7 separate regions of the Mus musculus genome follow, and all the other regions are linked to region 5. A link is a contact called in public Hi-C and promoter capture Hi-C data. All regions are on one chromosome and are shown on one strand. The core of a region is the stretch at or near the end of the contact, and the rest is flanking DNA. Distances in the headings are between cores, read along the strand shown.

What was found. A called contact is a pair of places that touch in the nucleus more often than the background predicts. Capture Hi-C pulls out chosen DNA fragments and counts their contacts.
Region 1: a contact with region 5 is called in a Hi-C map of uterus, with 3 times the contacts expected there. The contact joins two enhancer-like sites. A contact is called at or near these places in 1 of 484 Hi-C or Micro-C datasets (uterus) and 2 of 9 other capture datasets (adipose tissue and pancreatic islet).
Region 2: a contact with region 5 is called in a Hi-C map of uterus. The contact joins two enhancer-like sites. A contact is called at or near these places in 2 of 15 datasets of contacts at CTCF or cohesin (CD8 T cells and the NIH/3T3 cell line), 4 of 484 Hi-C or Micro-C datasets (nephron progenitors and uterus), 1 of 115 datasets of contacts at active chromatin or transcription factors (heart atrium) and 3 of 9 other capture datasets (adipose tissue, liver and pancreatic islet).
Region 3: a contact with region 5 is called in a Hi-C map of uterus, with 2.6 times the contacts expected there. The contact joins two enhancer-like sites. A contact is called at or near these places in 1 of 15 datasets of contacts at CTCF or cohesin (the NIH/3T3 cell line), 3 of 484 Hi-C or Micro-C datasets (bone marrow-derived macrophages, nephron progenitors and uterus) and 2 of 9 other capture datasets (adipose tissue and liver).
Region 4: a promoter capture Hi-C map of adipose tissue shows a contact between it and region 5. The contact joins two enhancer-like sites. A contact is called at or near these places in 2 of 9 other capture datasets (adipose tissue and liver).
Region 6: a promoter capture Hi-C map of adipose tissue shows a contact between it and region 5. The contact joins two enhancer-like sites. A contact is called at or near these places in 2 of 15 datasets of contacts at CTCF or cohesin (CD8 T cells and the NIH/3T3 cell line), 1 of 484 Hi-C or Micro-C datasets (uterus), 1 of 115 datasets of contacts at active chromatin or transcription factors (heart atrium) and 2 of 9 other capture datasets (adipose tissue and liver).
Region 7: a promoter capture Hi-C map of adipose tissue shows a contact between it and region 5. The contact joins two enhancer-like sites. A contact is called at or near these places in 1 of 15 datasets of contacts at CTCF or cohesin (the NIH/3T3 cell line), 1 of 115 datasets of contacts at active chromatin or transcription factors (embryonic stem cells) and 3 of 9 other capture datasets (adipose tissue, liver and pancreatic islet).

The regions. Positions count from the first base shown.
Region 1 is chr4:95,443,459-95,446,158 of GRCm38.p6, forward strand. No RefSeq gene overlaps it. Among named protein-coding and RNA genes, the nearest start is that of Gm12707, 41 kb to the right of the region's middle. Within about 2 kb of position 1,278, at least 25 of the 459 cell types and tissues checked have an H3K27ac peak or open chromatin away from gene starts, as enhancers often do. A contact at or near this core is called in uterus, where this site is marked.
Region 2 is chr4:95,475,177-95,477,876 of GRCm38.p6, forward strand. All of the region lies in intron 1 of Gm830 (a long non-coding RNA gene), which reads right to left. Among named protein-coding and RNA genes, the nearest start is that of Gm12707, 9.0 kb to the right of the region's middle. Within about 2 kb of position 1,290, at least 36 of the 459 cell types and tissues checked have an H3K27ac peak or open chromatin away from gene starts, as enhancers often do. A contact at or near this core is called in uterus, where this site is marked.
Region 3 is chr4:95,787,792-95,790,491 of GRCm38.p6, forward strand. The region is part of intron 8 of Fggy (FGGY carbohydrate kinase domain containing); the gene reads left to right. Among named protein-coding and RNA genes, the nearest start is that of Hook1, 180 kb to the right of the region's middle. Within about 2 kb of position 1,255, at least 10 of the 459 cell types and tissues checked have an H3K27ac peak or open chromatin away from gene starts, as enhancers often do. A contact at or near this core is called in uterus, where this site is marked.
Region 4 is chr4:95,820,627-95,823,326 of GRCm38.p6, forward strand. It overlaps Fggy (FGGY carbohydrate kinase domain containing), which reads left to right. Exons shown (of 16, transcript NM_001113412.1): 11 at 1,352-1,499. Among named protein-coding and RNA genes, the nearest start is that of Hook1, 150 kb to the right of the region's middle. Within about 2 kb of position 1,430, at least 43 of the 459 cell types and tissues checked have an H3K27ac peak or open chromatin away from gene starts, as enhancers often do. A contact at or near this core is called in adipose tissue, where this site is marked.
Region 5 is chr4:95,635,635-95,638,334 of GRCm38.p6, forward strand. The region is part of intron 5 of Fggy (FGGY carbohydrate kinase domain containing); the gene reads left to right. Among named protein-coding and RNA genes, the nearest start is that of Fggy, 79 kb to the left of the region's middle. Within about 2 kb of position 1,402, at least 125 of the 459 cell types and tissues checked have an H3K27ac peak or open chromatin away from gene starts, as enhancers often do. A contact at or near this core is called in adipose tissue and uterus, where this site is marked.
Region 6 is chr4:95,499,120-95,501,819 of GRCm38.p6, forward strand. No RefSeq gene overlaps it. Among named protein-coding and RNA genes, the nearest start is that of Gm830, 13 kb to the left of the region's middle. Within about 2 kb of position 1,347, at least 19 of the 459 cell types and tissues checked have an H3K27ac peak or open chromatin away from gene starts, as enhancers often do. A contact at or near this core is called in adipose tissue, where this site is marked.
Region 7 is chr4:95,844,632-95,847,331 of GRCm38.p6, forward strand. The region is part of intron 13 of Fggy (FGGY carbohydrate kinase domain containing); the gene reads left to right. Among named protein-coding and RNA genes, the nearest start is that of Hook1, 120 kb to the right of the region's middle. Within about 2 kb of position 1,415, at least 111 of the 459 cell types and tissues checked have an H3K27ac peak or open chromatin away from gene starts, as enhancers often do. A contact at or near this core is called in adipose tissue, where this site is marked.

The DNA.
Region 1 (2,700 bases), core at 28-2,527, 190 kb before region 5:
ATTTTTTTTCTTGCCAGTGGTTGATTTGAAATGGGCATACAATGAAACTTTTGAAAATAATGAATGAGATGCAATCTCTTGGGCGAAGCCATGTTGAGGGCAGAAATGAAAAAGATACAGCTGAAGAGGCAAAGCCTCTTCTTGCTGTAACCCCTGGACCTCTGGACATTTGAGAAACAAAATACTAAGGTTGGAATTGCTGAAGCCCTCTGATGAGCATGAAGAGAAGGCCGAGTGAATGAGAGAGATGCTATTGCACTGGAGCTGAAAAGCTATTGATCTGCTCCGTTAGATCAAACAGAGATCTAAACTTCCCTGAACCTCATACAATGTGGTTTTACTTTGAATCCTCACTGTGAGCAGTATTGTTTTCAAGCCCCTCGGACTCTGGTTTAAGAATTAATCAATTTCTAATTACCAGCCCTAACTCTGCCACTTATTAGATTTGTGAACTTGGCACACTTTAGGCCCAGTGTTTCTTGAACTTGTGCGTGTGTCAGAGTAACCTGGAGGGCTTGTTAAGCAATGGATTACTGAACACTACCTTAGTGGTTCTTATTCAGTAAATTTAGGGGCAAGTTGCAGGGTCCAGAGTCTGCATTTCCAACCAGGAAATGTTATTGCTCATAGGATCAGACTGAGGGGTGTGGGGGGAGGTGGTGAGCATGGGCAAAAATGACCTGTTTCTCTGTCCACAAAATAGACGAGAAAGCTCTTAGGGCTTGAGAAGAGAAAACACACTTTTGGAGGCTCATTGTACCTGGTTCTTGGCACAGATGTTTGGCTCAGGGACCTCAGCTATTCTCAAGTCCAGGGCTTAGTTCTTTGCCTAAGTGTATAGGCTCAGTCTTGCTGTGCTTTGGGCTCTAGTGGGACAGCCTTTCCCAGATAAAAAGAACCAGAAGAAACTGCCTATTGGAAGTATTTACTAGGTGTCTGCAGAAGAACGGCACGAGTGATTTGCTGGGATTATTGAGAAGCCTCTGAAATGTTGCAAGGTTGGGAAATGATGAGGAAAATGGCCTTTGCCCATTAGCCTGGGCTGGAGTGTGTCTCGGAATTATCCCTGATTTAAAGAGGTGAGGCCTTAAGCGATGGAGGCAGGAAGAAGCCTGGCTGGGTTTAAAGTAGGAGAGGCAATGAAAGATTAGTTATTAAGTAAATGAAGTCCAGGAAGTAATCCAACGTCATCAGAGTGGTTAATCACGGGACACGGCACGGGGGCGGGGCAGGATGAGGCAGGGGAGAGGGTGGTGGAGGGGAGGGGGCGGAGGCTTCTAACCTTGTGGAAACAAAGAAAGGTAGAGCCCTTAAACAGCAGCTTTTTATGTCTAGGCAGGGGCATGGTAAGGGCAAATCAGAAGGCTGAAAACAAGGACCTTTTATATTCTTCCTCATACGCCCAGTCTCACTGTCCGTTTTTATTTGTTTCTTGTTTTTAAATTCTCAACTGTAAAGAAGTGTTTCAATTGCTGTCATTGTGTTATAAACAGACATTTGTGGATTCCTTTATATGTAATACACCTGTCACTTAATTTAGTCCTTAAATGAATCTCTAGCGCAGTGATATTTATACCTTTCTCAGATGAGGAAACAGGATCTGCATTGTGAAGCAGTCACGTCTGAAAGGAGGGAGTGAGGTTAGACTGTACTTAAGTGATGTATTTACTTTCTAAATAATTTGTATCTCTATGTTTTCATGTTGTTGTCCCCTGAGATTCCAGTGAGTTTTAATAACCCAGTTTCTCGGTTATGGAATTACAGACAGAAACACATGTGCAAATGTAGCCAGAGGTACAAAGTGGAGAAGTCAGGATTAGGACTTGGCTTCTACTCACCACTTACTGCTATTGGAAATTCCTGAGGACTGCCCTTGGAGGAGAGTTCTATTAAGAACCTGTTTCTTACTCCTAACATCTAACAAGAGACAAAAGTGTTTCTGATATCTTTCTCACCTATTTCTTACAACCCCCTCTTTTTCCCTTTCTCTTTTTTTTCTACCTGTCCATTTTTGTTCCCTTCCATTTCCAGGGTAAGTTGGACCTCTGCCAGTTGCTCCTTCCTAAAACTCCTCTGTCTTGGGCTGCTCCAGAGAACATGGGAGCATGGGGGTAATATTCCATTTCTCTTTCTATGATGTGACAGGCCTATTGCATTTAGCATAATGTCCTCAAGATTCGTTTGTCAGCATTAGGGTTTCTATTGCTGTGAAGAGACATCATGACAACAGCAGCTTTTATTAAGAAAAATGTTTAATTTGAGGTTGGCTCAAAAGTTGAGAGGTTTATTCCATTATCACGATGGTGGGAAACATGGTGACATGCAGGCAGACATGGTGCTGGTGCGGGAGTTAAAAGTTAGACATCTGGATCATCAAACAGCAGGAAGAAAGATAGCCACACTGAGCCTTGCTTGGGTATTTAAAACTCCAAAGTCCTAGTGGCACATTTCCTTTAACAAGGCCACACCCCTAATGCAACTCTCTCAGTATTCAAATATATGAGTCTGTGGAGGCCATTCTTATTCAAACCACCAGATTCCAGGTCTCCATAGGCTTGTGTCCATATCAAGTTGTAGAAATGCATTCAGTTCAGTTTCAAAAGTTCCCATAGGCTGAAGTGAAAACTTTTAGTTCTTTGGAAAATTAGTTATGTCAAATGATATTTTGTTGGGGCACATCTTGCTAAAGCAAACATGTGA
Region 2 (2,700 bases), core at 40-2,539, 160 kb before region 5:
CCTGCTTATCAAACAGCTTAATGACTCAGAGCTTGCAAATATTTGGATAACATAACTCACCTCATAGAGTGTTGCTTTCCTTATTTGCCTAATAAAGATAACTGCAGAGGTGAGTGATCGTCATCCATGTAGATGTATGATCAGCATGCCTGAAAGACTGTAAACTATAGAAGATGTTGTTAATCTGATATGGAAGTCCTGAGCAACAAATTGCTTTCTTCTCCAGGAACAAGCAGGGGAGCTCATTGGAAAGATCACAGGTTGGGATAAACAAGTGTTTAGGGGCCCAAGACATTTACAGTTGACTGAAATCTCTCAAAGGCATTCAAAATGCCTACCTAGAGCAGAAATGCCTAACTTTAGTTTTGCACCCAAATCACCTGGAGATCCTTCCAGAGCAGAATGCTTGGCCTGAAGTTCAGGAAGTTGGGATGGTTCTGGGAGTGTGTCCACCATGTCCCAGGAGGGAAATGATACCTTTGGATCACATTTCGAGAAACCTGATTCTGAAACTAAAGCAGTACTTATGTAATAACAACTTTCACAGGTACTGCGCAGCTGCTTTGTGTATGTCATCATACATAAAGTACACACAATTCTTACATTTCTTCAAAGTAGCCATGTAATTGGGTCTTATTTGTTTATTTCAGGAAGCCTTACTATGTAGTCTAGGCTAGACATGAACTCATAATCCCTCTGACTCTGCTTCCCAAGTGCTGGGGTAACAGGCTCAGGATGACTTTGGAGACAGACACCAATGCTAGAAGTTCATTAACTTTACTTTTGATGGTACCAGAACTAGAGAGAGCATCATCCAGCTCTGATGGCAGGAGGTCTATACCCTCTGTTGCAAAGTTCTTGTAAACCAAGGCACAGAGTGGACCATATTAAAGAGAGCACATCTATAATGGGTAGTTGGATTTGTTTTCAAATGCAGATCCACCTGACCCCAAAGTCTAAGCCCTTTACTCCATCCAGTATGAAAAACATTCCAGCTATGTGCATTCTAGCTAGAAGCCAGGGACCTGCCGGATTTCATTCTGTCCTGTCCTTATTGCTTGACTTCTCCAGGTAATTGTTTCCTTTGTACACTCAATTGGTGGAGTAGAGCTGGCTTTTGTGGGGAATCAAATGAGAGCAGCCGGAGACGAAGTTAGAGCAGCCATTTCTTCATTCTGCCTTAGCTAGTGCTTTTCTTTCAGAGGTTGGAAAGAAACCGGGACTCTGCAAGTGGGGAACCGGCCTGTCAGCTGCACGGGCCTTGGCTTGCAGTGTTCATTAGGGCTGGGCGGGCCTCAGGAGAGCACCTGGGCTGAGAAAAGTAAACTTGTCTCAGTTCTTTAGTCCCTGACTCCCTTCTAGAGTGGAGCCCCAGCGCAGCTGCCAGGCACTAATGCGACCAATTATTTCTGTCCTCAGTTACTAGGTAATAAATCCAGCCCTGGCACCAAGTCGATGGTTTGGCGTGGGAGAAAGCTTGGTTTTAGGATCAACTGCAGCTCCTCGCTGTGGGATTGTGGCTAGGAATCTCAGACTTGAAAAAAGAGTATTGCTGTAGGAGTGCATCACCAACTGCCACCTGGGTATGACAGCCATGTCCTTGCTGTACTCTTCAGCACAAGACAGATGTGGAGTCCACTACCAAGGCTAAGAGACACTACATTTGAGAAGAGCTTAGGTTTCTGAGAGGCCACTGAGGACATCTGTGTTTGTGCACCTACATGGACAGCACACAGTCAAGCCTGGCCTTTTCCTGGTCTCAGTCTTTGCAAATGCCATCCCATCTCCCTGTACAGGATGCTCTGCCTTGGTTCTTTGCACATCTGGAGCATCTGCATTCTTCAGTTATATCCCAAAGATCACCTCTTTCCCTACATCCCATCTAAAATTCCTCCTTTGTTTTTTCAGACATCTTCCTATCATCTATCTTCTTTAGCCCCACGTGAAATATGTCATTTATCTTAGTATTTTGGAAGCAATGTGTGTGTATGTATAAAACTGCCACGTGTTGTAACATCTGAGCAGCCTTCTGAGCAGGCACCTGGCAGCCTGCTCTGCAAACTGCTCTGCCCTGAGACTGGGGGGCTTGACATCACAATTCACATCTTCAGCTGGTTATGGGACCATTCAGGTTTTAAAACTCAAGAAAACTAAAGCAAAGTGCAGGCGTCAATTGTGTGTTTTGCAGAGCTGAAATGCTTCTTATTCATTCGTCTCCCTTTCTTATCCTCAGCAATGATTATTGTATGCTAAATTTGCTTTAAAAAAAAAAGGACAAACAAAATGGAAAAGAAGAGTCCTTGTTTTGAATTCAGTAGGAAGTGCAAGGAGGCCAAAATGAACAGTTAGATGCTAAGGTAGTAAGTTTACTGATAAAGGAACGAAAACAGCTACATCATGACGTACATGACAACATAGAACCTAGACATAGGCAGGGCTGAGAGAAATGGAGGTGAGCCAGCAGCTTACAGACAGGTGTTGGCTGACATGGTGGAAAGGAACATGAACCTGCATGTCTCCACAGAGTATCAAAATTCAATTCCCATTCCCATACACCACGCCCACACACTGACTACCAGTTTTGTCCTAACAGGGGGATGACTGGCTCCTTCCTGGCCTAATCCATATGTCTCTCTGTCATCTGGATTCTAATTTCTGACTTCTCCGTACCAAGTACTGTGCTGCTTAAAGTCTGTATTA
Region 3 (2,700 bases), core at 5-2,504, 150 kb after region 5:
TGCATCTTACAAGGATTAACGAGACTTGTCTGTACTTTGAACTCAGACAGAAATGTGGATTAAATATTCCCTAGTAACATAATAAAGAGTACAGGGAGTCATAGACTCAGCACATGGCAAGGCAAGACTGTCTTGAAGCCTGAAGAGATGAAAAAGGACAGCCCAGAGTTGCTTTCTATTCTAACCTGCCTATAGATTTTTTTCAACATCCTGGCAGGAAAATTTTCCTGTCTGTCTTTTCAAGAGGGGAGCCAGACAGGGACCAGGCTAATCACTTGCTACACAGACCTGTTATTCATAGGTGAACAAGACGGTCCTCTTCTGTACTATGGCTAAGGGTATAGCCTCAGTGTCCAGCTTCCCATCCCGAGTTCTGCACACGGAAGGCCGTTCTGTCCTGCCAGGACTCAATACTTTGCTACTTTACCATCCTATGAGTCAAGTAAGAAAGAAGAAAATAGCTCCTACTCAAGAGCTATTTGTCTGTCCCTAAAGTGAGAGCCAGGTTCTCAGTTTGCCAGACCAGTGGCAAGCCAGACTATATCACATGCAGAGATCATGGGTTCTCTGGAATTGACAAGTCTGAAAGCCAGGCCAGTTCCTTATCTTACCACCTAGTGAGTGTAGAGAGAGGGAAAATCTAGGGACTCCTGAAGTGAACTTAACTCAGTCATAGAGTTTTTCTGACAGAGCCTTACCCATGCAGTCCATAGCCCTTCCCTAGAAACCTACTTCCCTGGAAATGGTAAAAATCTAGGAGGTGAATGGCTGCTTCCCTGGAGCCCCCAGATGTGCTTTGACTCCATAGTTGCTGAATTGCTCAGAGGTGACCCCTTACAACAGAAAGACGTGAAGGTCCAGATCAGATCTGCATCCTGCCACATAACATCCATGCAGCCATGGAAAGGCATTGACCTCCAAGAGACATGGTTTCTTGTCAGTAAACTAGGAAATTCCAAGACCACAGAGATTACCAGTACAAACGCATTCAACTGTAGTAACTTCTTGGCAAATAGTCACCCCCCTCCACGCCCACTGTGTGCCTTTGTTCGCCTTTTTTTTTTATTTAAAAAATAAGGGCAATTATCATTCTCTTTGGTTTGCAAACTGAATACAAATTAATAGCGTGCAGTTTCCATTTAAGCCACCCTCAGAGAGCTGTGCTGTATCATGCCATATATTTTACTGACAGTTGTTTTCGTCCCTTCTCTTTTCTCCTAAGGAAGTCCAGATGGGCCCAAGTACTTTCTCATACCCCAAAAGATCTACTCCAAGGGCTGGAATCAGGCCTGCTTCCCATCCAGATGATCTATTCATAACAAAAGCTGCCTCCTGGCCATTGCCCACAGCTGAATCCTGTTACTCTGAAGCCAGCATTTCATTTGTTTCTGATTGTCCTACAGTGTTTGCATACCTTATATATTAGTAGAGATTTTTTTTTTTGCACACAGACAGGGGTTAAGCACCCCCAAATTAACTTTTCCTCAATATCCTTTCTCCTTTGAGTCTCTGTATTACTGCTTCGGTGTTACAAACCACCTCTCTTTCCTATGATCTTATTTAAATGTAAAACAGTTTTTCTTTCAACTTAACCTCACAGCACTGCTGTTGCCTGTAGAAAAGAGGGAGGGTGTAACAGGAATTGTTTGATTATGCCCCTGCCCCACATTTCCTTACATAGGATAGTCCACAACTTTATTAAATGGACAGGCTGCATATCTATTCATGGCCCACAAGAGCTGAGCTGAAAGAGTCTCTGACTCTATTTTTTGCAACTTTTTTTTTTAAATCAAGTTGTTTCGAAAGAGAATGTCGTAGAGTCAGATTTGGTTAAATCCTGGTTTGGTCTTAGTTGTAACACACATTAAGTTAGAACTTAAGAGTTAATGCTCTGAACCTATTCTTTTTTTTTTTTTTTTCCTTTTTCATCAAAACTGAGTATAATGGACTCAGGCTTACCCGGATCTTAAGGCTAGGGGCAAAAAATGTGAAACTGGGCACCTGGAGATGGAGACTTGTTCCTTCTAGCAATTTCAGGTCTCCCAGGACTGATGCATGGTAGACTCAGGGGCCTACGGTACTGCTGACAGGAAGGAGGGCTGGGATCACTTCTGTACATCTGTCACATTTGTGATGTCCCTGGGTACGCAAGGAATAGGGCATTTCATCCTGTCTTCTCTATACCTGCCATTTCCTCTTGACTTCATGCTGTCTCGCCATTCATCAGTCTCCTTTTAAAGATGTATACGGTGAGCCTTGCCCTGGCATCTCAGCTGGGCTTGACAAACACTTTTGTTTATTTATAAACAAACGTTTATAAAGTCACAAAGGGAGGTACCACATCTAGATAGCTTTTAGTGCTCTTTGCCTAGCCATTTTAAACTTACCTTTTTATGTTAAGCCAAAACTGGAAGAAGAGTTCTACAGAGCAGATTTCTTCTTGTCTAGATTTGCATGAATGTCCTCTTAGCCATACCTGGAACACAGTGACTTGTTTGAGAGGATATGTCCAAAAGACAATAGCTAGTGCCCGTGCACAGAGATGGTGACTTTTTAAGATTTTCATGTATTTGGGAGAGCACTATAATAAAATTATGTTACTCTCCTCTTTCTCCCTCCAAAAGCTCCTATATAGCTTTCATTGTTCTTTTTCAAGCTCATGGCCTCTTTTTCATTAATTGTTGTTTATCTATTTATTTA
Region 4 (2,700 bases), core at 180-2,679, 190 kb after region 5:
CTCCACGTTTTGCATTAGAATTTCATATACATTTTTTACTTACTAAAAGAAATTTCACTGGACCTGTGTTTATAGTTCAGTGGTTAAGCATTTGGATGGCATTCTCAAAACTCTAAGTTTCATTTCCAGAACAGAAACACACACACACACACACACACACACACACACACACACACACACACACACACACACACAGTTTTCACTGATAGAGAGGAAAAGAGAGTTTGAAACTATTTTTATGATTTTTTTTTTCAGAAACCTACAGAAACATCATGGTATCCATGGGGACACTCCTGGCATTGCAAAATATGAACTTGAAGTCACTTCTTCTAAAGCATTTTAAGAATGCAAATCACAAATATTGGCAGAAGTATTCTAGCTGCTAACCTCCTGTGGGCATTGCCCATGCTTTGTCTCTCTGAGGTTTTCTGGTCCATCTTTGGGATCTTTGGTTCAGAGCTTTGGAAGGTTCATTTTCCCCAGATTCCCTAGCTAGTGAACTGTGTCCCACAGTAAAACTTAACCCAGTGAAGTATTATGATACTACATTATGAAGTAAGTATTATTATACTACATAATGAACAGGAAATAGACATTCAGAGAGGCTAACTGTAGCCAGGATAGAAAACAGTATCTGAAACTTGCACTGTTTTCACTCCCAAGTTTGTCATCTTTTGACCTGAGAAATGTCATTGATTAAGGGGGTCATTCCAATTCCACCATTTTACACCTCAATCAACTAAAACTTAAAATGGGAAAACCTACACGATAGCCTTTCAAAGTCATGGTTCTGAATCCCATGTCTAATTCTTGATCCTTACTGTGTGTATGACGCTCACTCATTGGATCCAGGAGCGTATATTTATCTCTATTTGTCATTTCATCATTTTTACAATTAGGAAGACAGATTTAAATAAATCCTTTGCATATGCACCATATTGTACTGCAGTTTACAGAATGCTGTATGTTTGCATACATGGTCTTTGATCTTCATAATAACCATATGAGGTAAGTTGGACAGAGATTGTAGGATGTTTCTACAGATGAGAAGAGGACAGTTCGAGAGCTTGGAATAACTGGCTCATGTGTACACACCTACCAGGAGTGAAGCCATTGTCTGACCAGGTCTCCTGACTCCAAGCCTTTCCATGGGAAGTGCTGCCCTGGCATGACAGTGTGTTGTGAGAGTTCAGGGGCTAGTTTCATATAAGAGCAGCTGCTTTGCTCAAGCTTTTGAGAGCCCTCTTTGCTTTCCTGGGTCTGATATCGAAGTGCAAATGGTTTCTTTCTGCAGAATAATTTGCTTTTCAACCCTATCCCCTTTTAAAATCAAAATCCACTTCTTTTCCAGATGCCAGAGTATATATGCATATTTGAATAGTCACCTGGATCTGATTAAGAAGGCTCAGCCTGTGGGTTTCCTCACTGTTGATTTACATGTTTGGCCAGATTTCCATGGCAACCGGTCTCCCTTAGCAGATCTGACTCTGAAGGGCATGGTAAGTAAAAGCCAGTCCATGCACGGAGGTGAAGGCCAGCCAAGGGGTTGCAAAGTTTGGAAGACACAAAGTGAGGAGACAGGAAAAGAGGGAACAACTGAGAAAAGGTGGCCAAGAAGAGCTGGCTTTTGTCAGTTGCCTTGGTCAGGTTGCTCCTGCTCTCCAGAAAGATCTGTTAGCCATTGTTGTTGTTTCCAAGCCAGCTCAGAGCGCCTTTGAGATAGTATTTCTGTACTCAACTACTGCTGTGTCTTACTGCCCTGGTGTGGCTGAAAGTCCTGCCTATGTCATTTTTACATTTACACTGATTTGTAGTCATGTTTTCCATCTCTGTCTCCAGGCTACCCACTACCTCAGTGGTAAATATTACCACCCATGGTCCCACTTCCTGAAGCAAGCCTGAGAGCCATGGCTGTTCTGAGCCCATAGCAAAATTTCAGAATTTCAGATTTAACTTCAGCTAAAAATATAATTAATAACTAATATTGGGGGATCAAGTCTGCTCTTTTTTATTTTTGTTTTTTATTTATTTTTATTAATCATTTTCTTCATTTACATTTCAAATGAAATTCCCCTTCCCAGTTACCTCTCCACAAACTTCCCCATCCCATCTCTCTCCTCCCTCCCCTTTGCCTCTGTGAGGGTGTTCCTCCACCCATTCACCCACTCCCATCTAACCCCACTATCGTCCCCCTATGATTGGCTATCAAGCCTCCGTCCCCTCCCATTGATGTCAGGTAAGGCCAATCTCTTTTACATATGTATCTGGAACCTTGGATCCTTCCATGTATACTCTTTGCTATTAAGAATCTTTAAGGCTACATTCAGCCCAGAGATCATGAGCCCTCCTGTAGAGTTCAGGAGGAAATTGGTGGCAAGCTCACACCTGGATGAGGCTGTAGTACCTCCAAGCCAGACAGGATCTGTAGCTGTGAGGAGGCTGGCTATTGAGAACACTGAGAGCTAGGCTTGGAGGTGAATGAAACAAGTTAAATCTAGAGAGGAAGAGAACTTTCAGTTCTAATGGACCACATAAGAATTCCTAAATGCCAAGTCTAGGAAGGGGAGTGTAAGGAAAGTGAAAATGGGAAGTGAGAAGGTAGTCTCTGAGCAAATGCCACTAACATGCAGGAGCAACATTAACTGTGAGAAGGCCTACTGGCTTCAGGAATTTAAGGTTTGTGGTTAAATTCATTAAGAT
Region 5 (2,700 bases), core at 152-2,651:
ACTGAGAAGCCATATGGCTTTTCCTCTACTTAACCTTTTGTCTTTTTTCTGAAGCCTCAGATCATCTCTTAAATGTATTTCCATTTGTTATTTTAATTTGGCAAAGTGAAATAGTCTCAGAATTTGGTTCCTCGCTTGCAAATGGATATGATGGTATACTCTCTGTTGACAGTCTTGGAACTATGAACATGATACTGAAATCAGAAGTATTTTACCCTGAGGTTGAAACCAAGGGACAAGGTTGCATGGTCAGTATGACCTTTGGGCTGTAACTTGATTAGGGGTACCTTTTCTTGAAACCAGGTCTCCATAGAATGGATTTCTTTGTAAACTCTTCAGTTAGTTTGTATCCAGGGTGGACCCCTCTGCCAGTGGACTGTTTCTTGGATGATAATTGGATCTTCTGATTATTTTGTCTTTATTATTTTATTCTGGTTGCTTTCAGATTCATCCTGTCTCATTATAGGTGTTAGCATCTTGTACTGGAATCTATGATATAGCAAGGCTCCAACAGTGTGGTTGTGTTCAAGATGGGTTACAGGATGCAGAAGGGAGGTGGAGGGGAGCTTGAAGGACTTGCCCCATACCATGGGTCCTGACCCTTGTGCAGATGTAATAATCTAGTGAAAGGACTTCCACCATTCACCCCTTTGGATTTTTTTCTTAGGCTCTTTCCCTTAGAAATGGGTAGTTAAGGTTTAATTGTAGAATTAGACCTCTGGAACTCAACTTTACATGGAAATTCTGACCCTTCCTTCTCTTCTTTCTCTTCCCCTTCTGTATAGTTTCTTTTTAAAAATTTATATACCTCCTTTTTGCTGTGTTTCTTTTCCTTCTCTCTCAAGGGCCTTTGAAAAAATATTTAAATGTTATTAAGAAACTGCTATCAGGGATTCCTTTGTTCTAAAGTCATTTAGAAGATGGCTTTCATTTTTGTTAATGAATAAAAAAATGTCAACCTGTATGTTAGAATGTGCCAAGCAGTGCATCCATTAGTGAAAACTCTCAGCTTTGAATATTGCCTGGCTCTTACTCCTTTCAGAAGTCAGGCCTTCTCCCCGGGTTCTGTAAAGGTCTTTAGCTCATCCATCCTCCTAGATTTCTTTCTGGTTCTTATCTAGAGTGTAGCCTGCTGTTTAAAACGTAATATCTTCCCAATGCCACTTTACCTGTTTGTACCCTTACCTCATCCCTAACCCCCATCCTTGCTTCTTAGGAAACCTCAGTTTTCTATAAGCTGAGCTGGAGATAGTTTCAAAGAGGTGCTTGGACTTTAATTAGTATGGAAACCCCTTCTGCTTGAGGGTTTGCCCTGCAGTCTCTCTGGAAGTCAGGTTGATTCCAGTAGGGAGGGGAGGGAGGCTCTGAACTAGATGTGCTCCTGGCGGCCAGCCCTGGAGACTCGGAGCTCTGAGCCAACCATGAAGTCATTTTTGAATTTAAGGCGTCTTTTTAATCCAAGGCAGTGTCTCTTAATTTGACAAAGGAAAAGCTGCAGGATAAGCAACTCTCACTGAGAGCTCTGTGGCTGGGTGCTTGTAAGTCTACATTGTGCTGAGGAGACGTGGCCATGTGGGAGAATAGGTTTCTTTCCTTCTCTTTTTCCCTTCTCCCTTCTCCTTTCTTTTTCTCTTATTGGGCCAATTTAGCCCTGCAGTCTGGCCTCTGCAGTGGCTTGATGTGAAATTTGAGAAACATATGTAGTTTTCTATTTCAGGAAAATGATCTCAGGGATTGAATGTGGTTTTTTTTTTTTTTTTTTTTTTTTTTTTTTTTTTTTTGGCTGTTAAGCTCTGATCTTGCCCAGTGTGGGTTTTTTGATGATGGGAAAGAGGCTTCGAAGTGCTTCTTTATCAGAATTTCATGCAATAAAACTTTAGGGTTGGTTTCTTTACTTTGGCCCCTATCCCCACCCAGGCTCAAAACACAGTGTCATGTGTTCTGTTGAAGTGCAATGAAACACACATTGTTCCCATTACAATGGCTTCATTGCCTGGGTGCACACACATGAAGAGAAATGGCCACTGTGTCCCGTGTCTGTCCTTCACAAAAGCTATTTTAACTGTAATTCAGTGGAGGGCTAGGGGCTAGGGGCGGGGGGGGGGGGTGGGGTCTGTGTACTGTTTTACAGAAAGGAAAAGAGATCCCTTAGGGGAAAGCTTGCCTTTGTGTTGTTTTGGAAAAGAGATGGACTTCTGATATTTCAGTTCGAACCGTCTTCTGTGAGCTAGACCTCTCTCCTCTGACTGTCTGCAGCAGAACAAGGCATAGCCCCAGCTTCTGAGGAGCATCCCAGCCAGTGATGAGCAAAAGGCCACATGAGTAGGGTTCTATTCATTAATGGGAGTTGCTTTTTAAAGATAGTGGTGTGCTTTTCTGTCTGGGTATCTAGGGAATGTCTGGTGAAGTAGCAGGTAATAATGTACAGTGATAGGAGTCATTCCAGGACATACTAGAGATATAGAGTGAAACCTGTCTACACTAGACTGGATGGGCTGAGGGGCAGGACAGAAGAGAAAGCCAGTGAAGGGCTCGTCCTGTGGGAAAGGAACTACATTCTGGGATATTGTGCATTTGTCCTATGTGGTCCTGATAGTGTGCCAAGGAACATGTTCTGGCTCACACAGCTGCTACGGAACAGAGGCTGGGGCCCACCTAGGAATGCATGCATGGCTTCACAGCCATGCCTCTTACTGTGTC
Region 6 (2,700 bases), core at 97-2,596, 140 kb before region 5:
TAGAGAGTGAGTTCCAGGACAGCCAGGATTACACAGAGAAACCCTGTCTCCAAAAAACAAAAACAAAACCAAACAAACAAAAAAAAGACTTCTGAAGAAACTTGTTTGCCACAGGAACACGCACAAATATCATAAGCCAGGAAATGGGCTCGTAAAAGACACCAATCTTTTGTTGCCTTGATCTTATATTCCAAAGGCCCCAAAACCATGAATAAAAAGTTTTTGTTACCTTCTTAACATATTTTGTTAACCTCCCAAACAGGGTAAGATAGCATTTTATTTTCACTTCCTTCTCTCTCCTGTTGCAAATCCTTTGCCTATAAGGGATTATTAGTAAGTCAGAGTAAACATCAAAAAATTTATGTAAGGATTGCTAAGAAAGCTGGTTGGAGTTGGGAAGGGAACTGAATATAGAACATTTTTGATGTTCCAGTCTGGAGAAGCAGAAGGTACGGCAGCTTTGTAGATCAATTTGGCTACTTTTGATTGAAGTGGAAATTCTAGGCATGGACGGAAGAGTAACTGAGTAAGATGTGAATGAACAGAAAGAGAAGGAGATGTGTGTGAGGAAGAAAGCTCAAGATGTCTGTGAAAATTGGACTCAGAAGTCGAATACTGAGAAGTTGAACAGTCAGCGTGACATACCTTTTCTGAGTGATCACCTAGAAGGGCCTCACTCTGATGATGTGTATATCCACAAGCTCTTCAGTTACTTTGTTCATGATGGGCTCCAAGGATGCTGCTGTTGGTCAAGATGCATTCTCTGTGACTGTGCTGCTCACAGCCTAAGGCTGATTAAACAGAGAAGCACAATGTCAGATATTCATGATGATAAGCTGAACACCTTACCTTGACATGAACTTTCAGGAAGACTTCTCATAGGAAAGGTGAGGCTGGGGTTAGAATTATCTAGACAGTGATGAGGTAACAAAAGAAAAGCACCAACAAGAAATCCCAGCTTCTGCAAAGAGCCAGGGGTGTGTGATGCTTGGTGTACTTCCATGTCCTTATATGAGTGGGAAGGAAAGGAAAGAGGTACTGATGCAAGACTTATGTCATGAATAACTTTGTTTGTCATGCTAAGCACTGATGCTGTGTTCTCAAGGCTATTGGATCTATTTAAAGACTATCCTATAGAACTATAATCTTAAGTCACTGACATGGAACTACTGGAATATGTTTAATGGTTCCAAGCTCTGAGTCGAAGGCTCTGGTATCTGGGCTGAAATTCATGAAACCGTTGGCTTCTTGCTTTGCTTTGGGATCTGGGACTTACTCGACTGGCTCAGAGCATGGACTCATTTTTATGATGTTGAGCCACTGGGTGGATCTTTTATAGGTGATTCCTTCCAGAAATGAGCTGTACACCCATGATGTCAGAGGGTGGGGCATGGGGAATGGAGTAGGGTGTAACAGCTACTATCACAGTCTCTTTCCTCCTAAGAAAATGCAAAGATCTGCCCAGTTTCTGAGCAAGGGATGCTTTCAGTTCTGGGGAAATTTAGCCTTTCACAAACATGACAATTATATCCAGAGACTGAAGGATTGTGAAAAGACCTCAAACATTCTACATGAGCTGATTTAGGCAGCTTGGCAAACTTGAGGAAGTTCATTGGTTCCTTGGGTCCTAATTCCCTTTGCTACAGGAGAGGTGATCATGAATCTATTGAAGGCTATTAGAACATCAGAAGTGAAAAAATTGTAAATCTTTAGGGATACATATTAGTTCTGTCTCCAAAGAATTTTTCTTGTGGATTTTCATTCTCTTATTAGGAATCTAGGGCCATCCCAGTTCAACTTTTCTATCCCATTATTATAATTTAAAAATATTATGTAAAGTCATGAGAATCATTAACAAAGCAAAGAAATTGGCTCATTTCCTCATCTAGTATAATCAAGTATACTAAGTCAGGCACCATGGGTTCATTGATTTGAAATGCAAATAGCTTCTACATCATGCTGTGCCTCTGACCAAGTCACTTTTCAATAAAATAAGATTCTTTTTGTTGTGATGCATTCTGGAGCAAGCAAATAAATGAGTGAGTTTCAGCAAGTCAGGCTTGCTAAGATGAATAGGCTACTGACCACTGAATGGTATCTCTCCTGATCTGTTTACAGAGGTTCTGTGAGTTTCCATGTCAACCTGTAAGTAAGCTAGGAAAAAAAAAAATCCTCCAGGGGAAAAGAGTTAAAAAGTTCATGCTTCAAGAATGAATCATGAAATATTCCAAGAATGTTTGAGAGAAATATGGCATGCCCCAGGGGACCCCCAGGGAGAAAGAGGGGGACAGCTGCAGCCACCACACGCTGAGTCCAGTGTGGTGTCTGGTCCATAGACTAGTTTTGCCTGCAGCCACAGATTGAAAGGTATGCTAGTGAACCGAGAGACATAGACTTCTCCCAGTGCCATGAGCCCTTCTGGGATGAAAAAAATGACCTTCAGTAGCTTCTAACTTAAGTCTTTAATTTCAAATATCATCTTCATTACAAATTTAAATCTTGACAGAACTAGAAATCCATTAGATGTTTTCTTTTTACAGACATCTTCTGTCTTGCTACAAAGTTTTCTCATTTAGATGCTCATTAGACACTTGGCGTTTGGAAGAACGAGAGCGTCACTCCTAAGCAGGGTATCTGTGGGGCAGCTGAATACCCACTGTAGCTGTGCTTTTCAAAATCACAGGCTAAGCTCCCAAGCAC
Region 7 (2,700 bases), core at 165-2,664, 210 kb after region 5:
AGGCTATCTGAAGAAGGAACCTAGGTCCAAAATGCTGTGGACAAGATCTAGCATGGGCCTGTAATTCCAAGGGCACCCAAATGCTGAGATTCCATCTCAGTGCCCAAGGGGTTCTGGTCGTAAAGTCATGCGTTTAGCATCTTTGTGATGGGCATAGGGAGTAGGGGACAGTGGCAAACTGGCATCTGGGAAGAGTCCAGAGCTCCAGGAAAAGCTCTCTGGGAGGACACCTTGCAGGGGTATAAATAAACCCTGACCTAGCTTCAAGTCTCCCTGTGCTAGTACCTTCAACATTCTAGTATCTTCTCCCCAAGTGTCTCCTGGAGACTGTTGCGCCCTCCTGTACCCATTGCTCGGTACCCAGACACCAGGTATAAGCACAGGATAAGGCTCCCCTTGTGGTGGTAGTTGGCGGGGGGCATAGATGTCTGTCATGAGCCCACCTTACCCTGGGCTCCATTCCGTATGAACCCACCCATTGTGTTTCTTCCATAGCGAGTAGGTTGGTGTCTGAGCTCAGACTGACTCATGAGATCATTCCTGCTCCAGGCCATGCAGATACGGGGCCTTTATCCAAGTGATAGGCTCATTCCCTGCATATAAGGTACTAAATAAGGAACTAACTAGAATACCTATTCATATCTTACAGAGAAGTAGACCAAGGCACAATTTGGGGGCTCACCTAGAAAAGCATGTTGTGTTAAAGATCGATTAGGATGTGGGGAAGCATGGACTTTGCCCCCCTCAGCCAAGTGCCTAGTCTGTTGGTAGGAATCATACTGCAATCATTAATTCTCCCTAACTGCTGAAATTAGAAAGTAGACTGCATTGTAGTCAAACAAAGAAGGAAGAAGGACAGGAGAGGTACATTCAATTGGCTTCCCTAAATCAGGCAGCCACATAATATTGGGATTGGGATTGGGCCATTGAGCCAGGTTTCTGGACCTTTCCTTTATTGCTCTCCGATGATGCCAGCCCTGTTCCAAGGTTTGTAAACCTGCAGAAGTGGACCACAAAGAGTGGAGTAGACAGAAATGAAAGTAAGATCAGCTGGATGGCTCAGCTAAGACACAGGCCTGAAGTCTGCTCTGTGATTCCCCACTTCTTAGCTTTTAGTTACCCAAAGCCACATCCCACCTGGATGGAAGCAGGTTAAAAGCCAGCTTCAGTACAGGGAATGGGGAAAAGAGGACCCTTGAGCAGGGTAGCCAGAGGTGACCTGGGAACAGCCTGGGCAGGCACGACAGCTCAGGGTTTTGTGAAAATGGGCCATCCTCTAGTCATGTGTCCCTGAGCGTCAAAAAAGCCAGGGAATGCCACTTTGCTGCAAGCTCTGCATTGGGAACTGTTGTTCTCTGGGCTGCTGAATGGAAGGCTGTTAGTGGCTGTTTGGGTTCAGGCAGAAATTGGACCCTTTGTCTCTAACTACTGGCTAGTTACAGTTGTGGACAAAGAGACCTTTTCTTGGCCTGAAATTCCTCTACTCATGACTGACAAAGGATGGCACAGTGCATCTGCCTTCAAATGCTTTGGCTTCTGCTAAACTCATTAATGCATCCGATAAAATAGCTGACATTCCAGGCAAAGCCTCCCTCTTCCTGCCTTTACCCAGGGCTCAGAGAAAGGAATGCACTTGAGTCTGTTCTGTAAAGAAGCCTGGGGAAAGGTGAGGCCCTGGTACCTTTAAGCACTACAATTGCGCTGCTTTCCCTGTCCAGAACAATGTAGAGCAAAACACAGCATAGTATGAAATCCTCAGACATCCGCATGAAAAATTGCAGAGCCGAGTAGTGGAAAGATCAGCAGGCCAGCTGTCTGACGTAGAGGAAGTCACTTTACTTGTGAGAGCCTGGGGTCCCTCTTCTGAAAAAAACCACAACGTTGTTGTCTACCTCATGTAGACCACTCTGGGGAATTGAGTTCTAGGTTCTTGGAGCTCATAGGGAGTGATCCTAGCCTGTTGCTTCACTTCCTCCCTCCAGGCAGCCCTATGCCCCAAAAGGAGAAGGCATGGTGGAGAAAAAGAGTTTAAGATTTTATAAGCAATTTTGGCCAGGTTAGGAAAAGCAGGCTTTATTAAGGCAGGAAATATGGGCTGTACCACCTTGGGAAATGACTTGGGCACCAGAGGCACTTCCTGTACCCTGGCCATGGACTTAACTGTGATTTCCAAAAACAGTCTGCATGCGTGTACCAAGTAACTGTAACCGTCCTGCAGACTTGGGACTAAATGTTCAGTCTTGTAAATTGTGCTTTTTTAGGGCTGGCAGTTTCTCTAGGGTTTCCTTCTTCCTGTCTCACTATTCTGACTTTTAGTTCTTTACCCCCCAACACCCCTCCTCCCGCCAACACTCACAAGCACCCCCTGGGTACACAGGCTGTCAAGTACTTGGCTTGAGGATACAAAGAACAAGATGTCTCCAAGAAGTCCATTACCAAACAGCAAAGTTTCCATTGTCTTCTGACCAGTGTGCAGAAGAATATAATAGAGACCCGGAGATCAGAGGTGACAGGCCAGGCAGGAAAGGTAAGCTTACTTAAACTTGGCCAACTTGAATAAAGGGTTTATTTACAGAGGTAAGGAAAACCTAGGCAGCCAGGAAGACCCCCATAGCTGCTAACCTATTTCTATTCCCTAGGCTTAGGGATGAGGAACTGGAGGGACCCAGCCCAAGATAGGAGCTTAGTTCAGTTTTAACC